Regions from separate parts of the Mus musculus genome. Here region 1 is linked to region 2. Evidence: chromatin contacts called from public HiChIP or PLAC-seq data. All regions are on one chromosome and are shown on one strand. Each heading gives the region's core, a stretch centred on a gene start, on an enhancer-like site or on the middle of the called end of the contact. The rest is flanking DNA. Distances are from core to core; before and after follow the strand shown. Region 1 holds the start of Gpr160 (G protein-coupled receptor 160). Region 2 overlaps Sec62 (SEC62 homolog (S. cerevisiae)).

Region 1 (3,365 bases), core at 308-2,807, 43 kb before region 2:
TTTGTTTGTTCTCTCTCTCTCTCTCTCTCTCTCTCTCTCTCTCTCTCTCTCTCTCTCTCTCTCTCTCTCTCTGTGTGTGTGTGTGTGTGTGTGTGTGTGTGTGTGTGTGTGAAAAAAGCTGAGCCAGCATCCACTCAATCTATTTAACATACACGTGTGCCGTGTGCCTTCTTGTGTGTGTTAGAGGGAGGCGGGGCAGAAACTGTGACCTTTCTGATCAGTCTGATGAGGCAGTATTCACATCCAATTTATGAAACATAATTATATATGATATAGAATCTGAAACTAGAATCACCTGTGGTGACTAACCTTCTGGGGGAAAAAAAAGGTAGTGTTGCAACTTTTAAAGGGAAATATCAAACAATTGCAAAACTAGACAGAGAAAGGACTTGCATTCCTAAAATCCCTCTTTGACTGTCAATCTCTCATAGCCCAGTGTGCTCCAGACCCCCAAAATGAAACAAATCCTCAGTTTACATTTTAACTTCAGTCAGTTATTCTAAAAGATCAGTTTTTTAAGTAATCTAATTATGGAGCCAGCCAAAATGGCACAGGGGCTAAGGACTCTTGCCAGAAGTCAGAATACCTGAGATGCAACTACTGACACACGAGGAGACTATTCCTGAAAGCTGTCCTCTTTTACGTGTGTGCACACAGGAAGACAGAACACAGACAGACACACAGAGAGAAATGTTTTAAAATGGTAAAATGTAATTATGATACCCTTTCAAAAACTAAAAATATTTCCTCAAAATCCAGAACATTCCAAAACCAGGGCACAGTCAAGTTCCACAAGTTTTGCTGTTAGGGCTCTCATTTTACTTGGCATTCTCATAGGAGGTAACCTGTTAACTTAAAAACTTGACTCACAAGGAAATGCTAGGTATAGGTCATGCCAATATGTGCTAGCATACATTCATAAATATAAAGCACCACTTTTCGCGTGTCCTCTGTCACTGTGGGCATGATCTACCTCTGGGATCTAAGGAACAACGCCCTAATCAGATCATTTGCACAAGTTGGAGACGAAGGGGAACAGGGACATGGTGGAGGGTTGCCACCGTTTGGCCACCACCGCAGAAGGAGAGAAGTTGCTTAAGCCTCGCTCCCCAGGGCGGGTCCCCGAGCCAGCCGCCCCGCTCCAGTACCAACCGCCCTTGCAGAGCAGCAGTGACCCGGTGCGCCCGGGCAGGGTTCAACCGCCCTGCAAGTGCCCGCAAGTGCCGGGAAGTCCGCGAGGAACGCCACACACCCACCTCACCTCTCTGCCTGCTGCAGAAGGCTGGGAGCCGCCCCGGGGGAACCGGGCGCCCGTGGGACACTGCCCTCGTCCGCCACAGACGTCGGCGGTGGCTTCCCGCTCCGCACCGCAGCGTCACCCCGAGTCCTAGGAAGGGAAGCCTCGTCGCGACGCGACCGGCCAGTGGCCTCCACGAGTCGTGCGCTCACCTCAGCTGGCACTCCTCAGTCCCTGGCGTAGCGTGAGTAGCCAAAAGCCACCAACCTCCGTAACTGCCTGAGCGGCAGGTCCGCGCGTCGCTCACCTCCGCTCGCCCCGCCCACCCACGCCCCGCCCGCCCCAGGTGAGTCCCCTCGAGGGGCGGGGCCACGCGAGGCTCACCTCCGCTCGCCCCGCCCCGCCTCCTGTCTTTGGTTACTGCGGGAGTAATCCGGATGCTCTTCTTTTCTTTCAGTAGTCAGGCCCAGACTGCTCAGGGTAAGGTGCGTGACTCCACACTGTGGTCTTCCATCTAGCTCATACTGGAAAAAACAGCTTGCATGCGGGCACTTCCGAGTTGACAGTGCGTAGGACGCCCCCTGCGGGTTGGGCGACAAGAGGCGACCGAGTTGACCGACTGAGTAGGCAGAAGATTGCAGGAGTTGCAGGGTGAGGGGAAACTCTTTCCTAGTGTGTCAGGCTTTGAGGATCTAATCCCAGTTTGAAATGCTCCTAACTGCCGTTGTGTCACCCACCACCTCTTGCTCTGTAGCTAGTTTCTCAAGTTTACCTTTCAGTCTGCAGACGAATATGCTCCCAAGACCACAAGACTTGAGCCACTAAGCAGTTACCTTAGTGCACTATAAATTCTGATTTTTCAAAATTAAAGTCTGCGATAACATATATTGCATTTCTTTCTTTGCCGGCCTGTATTAACTCAGCAAATATTTGTTGAGAGCCTATGGCCTGTTAGTTATTTAAACATTTAGCACATGGCAAGCTTGCTTGTTTCCCACTGCTCTCTAAGGGGATCCATGAGTGGAATTGTAGTCTAGGCCTTTCCACCTCCCGCTGGGGCTGAACTGACCTTGCCAGGAACTCAGAAATGGCCTGACAGGGCAGTAAAGGTACCCTGGCTGTTAAATATGGGCTGTAAGGGGAACTGGGGTGTGCCCATCTCCCAGCTCAGAGGAAACATCCTGGAAGAAAGGAGAAATGATGAAATCCAGTGAGGTTGTGAGGTGCTTCAGCCCAGAGCTCCCCAGGGGCAGAGATGGAAGATTGCCAGAAATGGCTGGGGGAATCCCTTTTGTGGAGAAGGAGGGAAGGAACAATAGTAGGTATGCAGTTAGTTCATGGGTCTAAAAAAAACAGCAGCCACCATCTCTGGAGTGTGAACATCAAACAGAGCCAGCCATACATCTCTCTAAACTAACTAACTGTACAACAACCTTGCCTGCTAGGCTTGACAGAGCAGGCAGTGCCATCCTTCGGTGGAGTGGTGCCTTGCTAGAAGAGGGCTGGAGCGGTAGCTCCTAGGAGCCAGCCTACACTCTCCCAGTGCCTTTCTCAATGGTCCAGGAGGCTGAGCCCACTCTCTTCTTCCATCCCCAAATGTATTATTAATAGCTGTCCCGAGACCTTTCCCATCTAGAGGTGTTGGGACGACTACATACCAGATTCCAGGAGGCTCCTGTCTGGAGAGCTGTTGGCGAGATTTTGGCAGACCCATTGCGTCTCAGTTTCTCCTCTTCTGTAATAATGGAACTGAAGGTGAGCCCAAGGCCTCTTCTGTCTCCCTTTTGACAGAATTCATTCAGAAAAGTGCTATGATGGCTAACCTGCCCTCCAACTTGATTGGTTTGGAGTCACCATGGAAACACACTTCTGGATGTATCTGGGAGGCCATTTCCTGAGAAGTTCATGTAGGTGAGAAACCCATCTTGAATGTCGGCAGCACCGTCCTTGCAGACCAGGGTCTTGGATCAAATGAAAGGGAGAAATGGAGCTGAGCTTCTGTCTCTCTGTTACCTGACAGCAGCTGGCCCCTCTCCCGTCACCTGCCTTGGCAGCCACTGTAGCCTGAAGAAGCCCTTCCTGCCTGAAGTTGCTTTTGTGAGGTTCTTTGTCACGGGAATAAAGACAT
Region 2 (3,104 bases), core at 74-2,573:
CACTGGAGCTCCAGGAAAAAGTCTACATGCAAATACCTACCTTATACCAAGATCAGTATCACTATTAAGACTTACCAATAGCAAGGAGAAGAATGCTGGCTACAAAACAGCCTGCGCCCACACTGAGGTAATAAACACCTACTCTCATTTCTGCTGGCCAGAGAGGGAAGAGGGTGGCTGCTATTACTGCAATCACTGGAGAAATGACAGAGTTACAGAGTAACTTTTAGAATAAATTCTTTAATGGCCTCATTACAATCAACAGTGAACATATTCTTGAAAATGGAGACAAAAAAGTAACATTTGTATAGGAATAATGAATTATCAGCAATTTCATGTGATTTAACATAACATTTTATACTGTTCTTAAACTAGGTTAGCATTTTTTAAACCTAAATTACATTTAATTATAAAAAATACTATCTAGAAATTAAAACTACTCCTTAAATGACCAACTACTGTCATTTTGAAGCTAATATTATTTTAATATTAGGAGTAGGGAAACCTAGATCAAAACAAAACCAAAGAACACCCCACCTCCCACTCCAGGGAAATCAGATTCACAAAGCTTTTTTTTAAAAAAAAGGTCAGAGTGGTTGGGGAAATTATATAAGCATCTCTAGGATTTTTTGTTTGTTTGCTTGTTTGTTTGTTTTTTGCACTTATGGTAGGGCCTCTTGGAAAACTGTTAAATGAGAAGACTGGTTATTAAGTCTTTTAAGTCTTTATCATTAAGAACAGGACTCTTGCTCTACCACACGTTAGCTAAGTAACCCTTCCAAAGTTAATTTACCTTATCTTGATAAGTGCCTGTTCTTGCTGGAATGAGACGTCACAAGGATTTTATGACAAAGTGACTACCACACTGGAAGCAATCCACAGCATGAGCCTTTTGAGTTTAACTAAGTTTTAACTCTTACTATAAGTTTCTCTAAATGGGATCCTAAAATATCTTATTAACCAATCATATTTTAGATAGTATGTTTTTGCTATCTGTTCAATTATTCTTTCCCACCCATTTTTGTCCCCCAAATTAAAAATATATATATATATACACAAGTTTGATCACAATATAAACAACGAGTCAAAGGCTATGGTGAAGATGGAATCATCGAGTTTTTGTCCCACTGTTCAGCGGTAAACACTATAAAGCTTATCCTATTCCCAGAGACTGCTCACTTACAATACAGATTAGTGACAAATACCCTTTTCTAACTAGAGGAAAGTATGCAACTTCCGCTCTGGCAGCTCTCTTTTCCTATCTCAAAGGCTGCATGCTGTTCTCTTACACTGCCAATGTTTACTCTCCTCCCAAGGAGTGGGGACTACTTTCAGTTTTACATGATAAGAGACAATCCTCCTGCAAGTCTACTCGCACATGGACATCATATGACTGGGATTATGTAACAGACTGACTTCTAGACTGGGGATGGAGCTCAGTGGTGAAGTGCTTGTCTAGCACGTGTAAGACCCTGGGTTTGATCCCAGACACTAACAATAAACAAAAACTAATGACACTCAAAAAGCCATAACAATGAATTCCTTTCAATGGAATTGGTAGGCCAAAAGATACAAGCATTTAAAATTTGAATATTGCTTTGTTTGGCTGTGTCCATGAAAAGGAACATAAGGGAAACCCTACAGGATTTACAGGAGCGGTGTGCTAGCACCTACAATGTGAAGGCACTGCCAAACTGCCTGCTGGAAAGAAAGAAAAAGGAAGGCACCATCATCAATTGTTGGAGTGTTCCCTCCACCCCAGGACTTCAGTGTCAATTTCTGAAATCTTAATCTTTGTTACTTCACTCTGTATCTGATTTATCCTTAACCAGGTGAATGGTCGGTGTGTTTTCCTGTGAGCTACATTTATCTTGTTCTACCATGTTAATACCTTAAAAATGATTTAGCTGCTGCAAATAATTTGAGTTTGTTACTTATCTTCTAACTTTATTTAAAATATCCTCTTAAAGAGTTCTTACTTTGTTTTAAATTTAAAAGTATTTTTTGAGGCCCTGCATTTGTCCTCTAAAGTTTAGAGTATACTAAAAAGCTACTTATATTCTCCTACTTACCAAGAATTAATCCCATGACAAATGTTTTAATGTGAACTGGGTCATAGATCCACACAAAAACCTAGAAGAATCAAGAAACCTCAATGCTTAAAAGTTCTAAGGTCACATTAGTAATAAGTTTACTTCTCTACTGCAGTTCCCCAGTCTCCATCTCTGAACACTCTAAACTCTCCCTTTCCAATTAAGACTACACTCAGCCATTAAAAGACCGGTATTCCTAGCTCTAGCTTCTCTAAATTACAGTATTTTTCCATTTCTTAGTATATTTTGAACAAGTCCCTTTATTTTTTTCTGATTAATTTGTATTTTTCTAACACTTGGGGTTCTGAATAAACCTGTTTTACTGTTTATATTTTTCTTGGGAATCAGATTTTAAAACATTAGTTTTGCTAGTAACCACTTTAAGAACAACAACAAAAACAAAACAAAAAACCCCAACCCTCTAACATCCCCCCACCCTTTTTAGATGGAGTTTCTTTATATAACAGCCCTGGCTAGCCTTGAACTGACTGACTATACAGACCAGGGGCTGGCCTCAAACTCACAGAGATCTGTCTCTCAAGTGCTAGGATTAAAGGTGTACACCACCATATTCAGCTTAAAAACCTATGTTTAATAAAAGGGAAATTTCCAATTTTAAGTCTGGAGATACAGTGTTTCTTGTGTGTGTGTGTGTGTGTGTGTGTGTGTGTGTGTGCGCGCACGTGCACATGCACAGCCTGGCCTTTTCAAGATGGCAAGCTTGTTCAGCTTGCTTTCTTCCCTAATAGATCTATCTCTCTTTCCTGGTACAATGGGCAATCTGCCAGTCAGTTCTGAAGGCTCAAGTCAAATGCCCATGGTCTCCAGACTACAGTGTACTTACATATAATAAATCTTTTTTTAAAAAAAGCTTCCTTGCAGAGAATTGCACTGTATTTTCCTATAGCACCTGTGAAGTATCTAGTACTCAGGGATACACTTAACACTTAAGATATCTGAGTGCTTCCTACTGCAGAGTCTCAAACACCCAGCCCTAGGAGACACTGCTTC

Evidence for each region. HiChIP or PLAC-seq counts read pairs in DNA pulled down with a chosen protein or histone mark.
Region 1: an H3K4me3 HiChIP or PLAC-seq map of intestinal villus epithelium shows a contact between it and region 2, with 9 read pairs. The contact joins the promoter of Gpr160 here to the enhancer-like site in region 2. A contact is called at or near these places in 1 of 39 promoter capture datasets (macrophages), 2 of 15 datasets of contacts at CTCF or cohesin (CD8 T cells and the NIH/3T3 cell line), 2 of 484 Hi-C or Micro-C datasets (CD8 T cells and centroblasts), 4 of 115 datasets of contacts at active chromatin or transcription factors (CD8 T cells, embryonic stem cells, intestinal crypt epithelium and 1 more) and 2 of 9 other capture datasets (adipose tissue and liver).

The regions. Positions count from the first base shown.
Region 1 is chr3:30,854,142-30,857,506 of GRCm38.p6, reverse strand. It overlaps Gpr160 (G protein-coupled receptor 160), which reads right to left and starts at 1,557. Exons shown (of 4, transcript NM_001134385.2): 1 at 1,262-1,557. It overlaps Gm42199 (a long non-coding RNA gene), which reads left to right and starts at 1,698. Exons shown (of 3, transcript XR_880730.3): 1 at 1,698-1,888; 2 at 3,029-3,365.
Region 2 is chr3:30,811,325-30,814,428 of GRCm38.p6, reverse strand. It overlaps Sec62 (SEC62 homolog (S. cerevisiae)), which reads right to left. Exons shown (of 8, transcript NM_027016.2): 6 at 2,073-2,133; 7 at 76-195. Among named protein-coding and RNA genes, the nearest start is that of Sec62, 20 kb to the right of the region's middle. Within about 2 kb of position 1,323, at least 18 of the 459 cell types and tissues checked have an H3K27ac peak or open chromatin away from gene starts, as enhancers often do. A contact at or near this core is called in intestinal villus epithelium and liver, where this site is marked.